Regions from separate parts of the Zea mays genome. Here region 2 is linked to region 1. A link is a contact called in public Hi-C data. All regions are on one chromosome and are shown on one strand. The core of a region is the stretch at or near the end of the contact, and the rest is flanking DNA. Distances in the headings are between cores, read along the strand shown.

Evidence for each region. A called contact is a pair of places that touch in the nucleus more often than the background predicts.
Region 2: a contact with region 1 is called in a Hi-C map of ear, with 1.7 times the contacts expected there. The contact joins the enhancer-like site here to the promoter of LOC100284775 in region 1. A contact is called at or near these places in 4 of 25 Hi-C or Micro-C datasets (ear, endosperm, leaf and 1 more).

What each region holds. Positions count from the first base shown.
Region 1 is chr3:50,055,258-50,058,646 of Zm-B73-REFERENCE-NAM-5.0, reverse strand. LOC100284775 reads left to right here and starts at 1,779. Exons shown (of 2, transcript NM_001157670.2): 1 at 1,779-3,389. The coding sequence starts at 2,035.
Region 2 is chr3:50,287,219-50,290,607 of Zm-B73-REFERENCE-NAM-5.0, reverse strand. LOC103650063 (a long non-coding RNA gene) reads right to left here. Exons shown (of 2, transcript XR_563876.3): 2 at 2,375-3,174. Among protein-coding and RNA genes, the nearest start is that of LOC103650063, 3.1 kb to the right of the region's middle. Within about 2 kb of position 1,582, at least 10 of the 20 cell types and tissues checked have an H3K27ac peak or open chromatin away from gene starts, as enhancers often do. A contact at or near this core is called in ear, leaf and tassel, where this site is marked.

The DNA of each region.
Region 1 (3,389 bases), core at 530-3,029:
CCTCATGATAATGATGGTCATCGTCTCAGTTGTCGCCACCTCGTTCACCATCCTGCTTCTTTTCTCTCTCCCCTCATGCCTCCACCTCCGCGCCACCCTATTCTTGGCAGAGGGCATGGGAGCAAGCATCTCCTACCCGTATTCGTCCGACACCAGTCCCGACACCGACCTGCGTGGTGGCTATTGCACGTCCATGAGGACGTTTCACAGCATTCGTCGTCGTCGGACGTCCTGTTCGTCTTCCCGGCCTTCGCCATGCTCTTCCTCCCCAACCTACTGCCCCCACCCACGGTCTAGTCGTGAGCTGACCGACGCTCGTCGACGCGAGAACAGGGCGAGTCAGTCTTGGTGCTAGCCTTTCTCCGTGCGTGCTGCCGAGGAGGACACGGTGGCGCCTGCCACGCTTAGGTTATCTTGTCGATGAGGAGTCCAAGTCTGAGATATTGGACAACAAAGGCCTGTAGCACGACAGCTGTTGGCATATGTCATGAAGTTGGTGGTGGTGTTGTGTTGCCTCGGCGGGTCTAGGGCAGGGAAGGCACTCACATTCTCTCGCCCTTCTCGGACTGACGCCTGGCGCAAATGCTTCTCGGTTTGGAGCTGCTCCGGCTGGGTTTCTTTCTTCGCTTGCGCGCTCTCTCCCTATATGTATCTAGTAGTATACTACCTATGTCGCCTCCAGATGCCCAGATCTACGTCGTGTCCTTCTCCGGCAACGAACATGTATGGCCGCCTCTTCCCTTCCTTCCTGCTCTACGAAACCTTGGAAGTATGGGAAGCGAGGGATGGGGGTCCCTGATTTGCTGCCTATGGCCCCGTTCGATGGCTCGACATTGCCTGTCTACATGGCCTTTCCCTTACCACGGTGTCGACTCGATATACTTTTACCACTTCTATGTACCTGTCACCCATCCTTCTGTCATTGCAAAAATTATTGTGTTGTTCCTCTGTTGTTTTAGGTGTTAGTTTTTTGTTGTTCTAAGGACTGAACATAATTTGGGTGTGTTAGTACTTTATTTATTGTCTGTACATGGTTTGTGTTCTTCTGATGATGGCTCATGGATTCTGTAAAATATGTGTTAGGATTTCGAGACCCATGCGGACACAATCACAAGTTGCTCATCCCTTGTGTGCATTAGCTCGTTTCTGAGGCCACATTGGAACAATGGAATCCATGTTGTTTGAAGTTGCTAAATTGGATGGAGCAGCAATAATTTGTCACGCTAATAGTAAAAAGGAAAGATTATTTGTTGGTTTTAAGCGTTAGCAATTGTTACGAAGTACCATAATTTGTATGGAGCGCATCCAGTTTCTATTGATGACTGGCTTTAGCGAACACTCAATATTTTGATGTATCTTTTTTTATGAGTTTGAGTTCGTGTGACTTATTTTAGAAACTTGAGCTCACAAACTTCCTATTATTTGGTATCTGTATGGTAGAATTATGTTTTTCTATAATCTCTATTTTTTACTTAGTCGTTCTGAACTCTTTTTTAATCGCTTACTTTATTAACCGTGTTATACCAAAACATATTGGATGAACTAAACAACAACATCAGTTAGTAAAATAAAAAAATATGCGAAAAACAGAGACAATCAATAAAAATATTAAGATCTTTTTAGTAGATAGTTTACGTGAGTATTGTTGTGAACCGTCACAACGTACGGACAACCGACTAATCTCTTTTAATCCATGTGTATTGAATGAATACTCCCCAAACAAACCCTCAGCGATGTCGTCGACTCGTCGTGGGTGCCGCACCCCGGTTGCAGGCGTGGCCTCCTGTTTTCTACGGCCTTTCGGCCGTTTCGCAGTCGATGGGCCGTGGGACCCTCGCCGCGCCCGTCCACGCAGCAGACGACGCAGGCGAACGGCTGACGAACCTGGGAGGCCCAAATCCGGCCCGTCGCGGACCGCCTCGAGTGGCGACCCTGATCCATCCTCAACAGGCACGCGCACTGTCTCTCTCGTATCACTCTCCATTCTACCTCTCTCTTCCCCAATCCAGGCCAGCCAACCCTAGCGCACCGGCGATGGCGTCGGACCCGGCCCCTGACGACGCGGCCGCGGCCGTGAATGGGCACGGCAACGACAACGGACACGGTAACGGCCCGTCCCCGTCGAAGCGCCCCCGGGCGGTGATCTCGGAAGCCGAGATCCGCGTCGAGTTCGCACACCACGACGCAGCCGTGGCGCGCGTCAACAACGGCAGCTTCGGCTGCTGCCCGGCCTCGGTCCTCGCCGCGCAGGCCCACTGGCAGCGCCTCTTCCTCGCGCAGCCCGACGCCTTCTACTTCCACGTTCTCCAGCAGGGCCTTCTCCGCTCGCGCGCCGCCGTCGCCGAGGTGGTGGGCGCTGGCGACGTCTCCGAGGTCTCCCTCGTCGATAACGCCACCACGGCCGCCGCCATCGTCCTGCAGCACGCAGCCTGGAGCTTCGCCGAGGGTCACTTCGCGCGCGGGGATGCGGTGCTGATGCTCCACTACGCCTATGGTGCGGTCAAGAAGTCCATCCACGCGTACGTCGCGCGTGCGGGGGCCACCGTCGTCGAGGTGCCCCTCCCATTCCCCGTCGCGTCCGCCGACGCAATCATTGCCGAGTTCCGTGCTGCGCTCGCGGTCGCCAAGGAAGGAGGGCGTAGGGTCAGGCTCGCAGTCATCGACCACATTACCTCCATGCCCAGTGTCGTCATCCCAGTCAAGGAGCTCGTCGCCATCTGTCGAGAAGAGGGCGTTGACAAGGTATTTGTTGACGCTGCCCACTCTATTGGGCAGGTGCCTGTGGACGTGCGCGACATTGGAGCCGATTTCTATACAAGCAACCTTCATAAGTGGTTCTTTTGCCCCCCTGCTGTGGCCTTTTTGCATACTCGCAAGGATGACCCGATAGCCTCCCAACTCCATCACCCTGTTGTTTCCCATGAGTATGGGAATGGGCTGCCTATGGAGAGCGGATGGATTGGAACACGGGATTACAGTGCCCAGCTTGTTGTGTCCGAGGCTATAGATTTTGTGAATCGATTTGAGGGTGGAATTGAGGCTATACGAAACCGGAATCATGAGAAAGTTATTGAGATGGGTAGGATGCTTGCTGAGGCATGGGGGACTTTTCTTGGCTCACCTCCGGAACTGTGTGGTAGCATGGTTATGGTGGGGATGCCTGGTTGCCTTGGTGTTGAGAGTGATGATGATGCAATGAGAGTGAGGACAATGTTGAGAAAGGATTTCCAGGTGGAGGTGCCGGTATACTACAACTCAAGAAGGGTGGAAGGACAGGAGATGACAAAGGATAAAAATGGTGATCCAGTGACAGGGTATGTGAGGATCTCACACCAGGTTTACAATGTCACAGAGGACTATGAGAGACTGAGGGATGTTGTCAATAAACT
Region 2 (3,389 bases), core at 333-2,832, 230 kb before region 1:
TGTCTATCAAAAAATTAAACTACATTATTTATGTTAATTATGATCCTATCTTGGCTCTCTAAAAACTATAGGATTTTTATTAATTATGATCCTACTTAGGTTCAAGAAAGATAGTAATTACTAATTAGCTACTCATAATTATTTTCTTGAATCCAAATACATGTTGCTAATAGTTTAACTGATTGTTAGCAATATTTTTCTAGTAGCTAATAATAGTACTATTTTACTAGTCGAGTGAAATTTGTTAAGGACTAGTTTGGGAACCTCATTTATCCAAGTCCTCTTGAAAAATAGAAATTCCTTAAGAAAATGAAGTTCCTAAACTAGTCCTAATAGGGGTAATAGTAGTTACATAGTAGTTATGACATATTAGCTAGTAGTTAACTATTAGTAGTAGCCATGATCTAAGAGCCTGTTTAGGTGCTAAAACAAACATTAATAAAGTTCAATCACATTCCAAGCTAGTTAAAAGTGACTAAAATAATAAAAATATGTCATTTTAGTCACTTTGGCTGAACTTGTTTGGATCCAAAGAGCCTCCAAGTATCTTAACTTTAAGTAGATTTACTATAAACAAAAATATTATTATAATAATTATACTTAATATCATAAATGTTAGTAAATTTTTTATAATTTTACTCTAAATGAAGTCATTCTTAATAGGAGTTTCATAAGAGTTTTATTTTTATTAATAATACGTCACGTAAACAAATAAGATAACACAATATACAATTTAATAAAGAAAAATACGAGATTTAGTGTTTTTTGAGATGGTAGCTTTGGAAACAGTGTTTTCCTCTTCCCATTGAGAACGCCCTTTCGCACGGAACATGTCAGTACGACTTTGGACAAAATTCAAATTATCACCACTTCTAGAAAACGTGAATGCCATCTTTTTTTTTTGTTTTCTACATATATCACTTCTATAAAGGAGATTGCTGATAATTCGGTATGAATTATAAATTATAGAACTCCTAGGCCCTACAACATTTTTTTACTAGAGAAATTTTATTATCAAAAAATAAAAATAAACTGGATTATATGAAATTCTTGCATTTTTCTGACAAAAGATTCAGTGTAAATTCCCGTGGATCATAAAAATCTAGGAAGAAATTCTTACTTGTAAAATAAAGAGTCTAGGCAAAAATGAGAAGCCACTTCGATGAAAGAGACGTGAACTAAGCAAAAACAAAAACAAAAACTCTCTGTTCTCTAAACTGCAAATTCTAAGACGTTGAGTATATGTACAAATTCTTACATGTTTGGTTTGCTACCGACCAGACCTAGTCAAATATCAGAGATCCCACACGTTCGATTTTGATCGCCGCCGGGCTGAGTGCAGGCCTCGTATCAAAACTAAGGTCCTGTTTAACTAAGATGCTGTTTGAAAGTCTAGTGATATATTTGGAACCACCTCAATTTTCAAAAAACAGTTTCTTATAAACTGATCCAAACAGGCCCTAACCGGCTAAGCCTATATACAAAAATAAAACATCCTAAAGCAATGGTAAGTTCTTTGGTGAGCAATAAGTTCCGACTACTAAAGAATCTTGGTGGATTTGAACCACCATCCATCCGGGACAGCACGCCTAGGCTAGCAGTCAAACGGATGACCTCACCGTGTTGAGGAAAGATCCACACCTCAACGAGCAGACGCAGCTACATTTAAATAACCATAAAATACCTTTAAAAAGTACACATATATCAATTGAATATTCGTGTTCACAACCAAACCTTCTGTGAATAGACCCATTCAAAAGAACGGATATCGCTGAAAAATATTGAGCAAATTAAGAAAAATTTTAACTTGCGAGATTTAATCACTGAATTCCGGTGGATTGATGAAAACAAGACAAACAAAATGCAGTCAATTCCGGTGGATTTTAACTTGCTTTTAGAGCCTGTTTGGTTTGATGACTAACTTACTACACTTTGCTTAACTTTTCTGACTAAGATTAGTTTTTCAGTTCAAACGACTAACCTTAGGTAAAGTATGACCACGAACCAAACAGCCCCTTAATCACCCAATTTTAGGCCCTAGATTAAAAGCACGGCACCCTTGAGACTTAAACAAAATGCAGTCAATTAGAATGAAAAACAATTTAAATATTCCCAATTACGTTTAATATAATGGTATAAAGTCACGGCTTATAATTCTGTACCATGTTCTTTGTTAAATTATATAATCCCGCTGGGCACAATTCCGAGTATATGAACGAAACCAATTTTAAATATATTCTAGTTAATATTCTGATGTATATATGTGATAAACTCACATGCTTATGAATTTCTATGACGCAAAAAAAATTAATCCCAAAACTATTATATATGAACTTGACAGGCAATAAGACCATCAGCTTACCTATATTCAAACTGCACACTATAAATAATACGATCTACAATATAAAAAAGTACAGTAGTTCACCCATATATGATCACTACAAATACAATGTAAAAAGGTACAATGTACACCCATATATGGTCACTACAAACACCTTTTGGACTATTTTTGTAGTGTAGATTATATTATTCATAGGTCACTATGAACACCTTTTGCACTATTTTGTAGTGTAGATTATAGTTTAAATATGGGAAAGAGTAAGCTACTGATGGTCTAATTCTCAACCCACCGGTATCAGCTTACCCATCGCCTTTACTGCAATCAATTCCCACACCACCATGGATTTGAAACCCTTTTGGAAACTTCATTTTCCCAAAAAAAAAAATGAACTAATTTTCCTTAGGAAACCTTGGAAGAATAAGTTCCCAAACTAGCCCTAATCAAATTGAAAATAGAAAATGGAACTTCGCAAAAAAAAAGCAACATGAAATTGATCTCCAGGGGAACTCATGCTCTCGTGCCCCTAGCTAAATGGATGAATTGAACTGCCAATAAATAAATTGTCGAACTGTATGTACAGTACCGTCAAAAAGCAGTAAGTATAAGTAAACCTGGGCGGTACGTTCTCAAACAGTCAACAGGGCAAAGTAACCAATCAGGCCGTCCAACGGGAGCAAAATCAGTTCCATCAGCATCACCATTATAACCAATGAGTTCCACACATCTCCACACAGCCACGATCCAAGCACACCATAACGGATCAGTTCCCCATCAGCGTAGCCACGATTGAAGCGCGCCATAATTTCGGTTGATGAATAGTGGAATCCATCATACTGCAGTTTTACACACGTCCGCCAATTGCTATGGTTCAAACATGCTAACAGACTTACAAGAAACAAGTATCCCTATTGACAAAACATGATAAATACAAATGAAAAATGCTTAGACGCAGATACATATGGATATCTCCAACATTAGTCCCAAAGCAATTAGTCCAGACTGAATTGTAGAAAATGTAAACAATTATCTAACATTAAGTCTGAAAGCA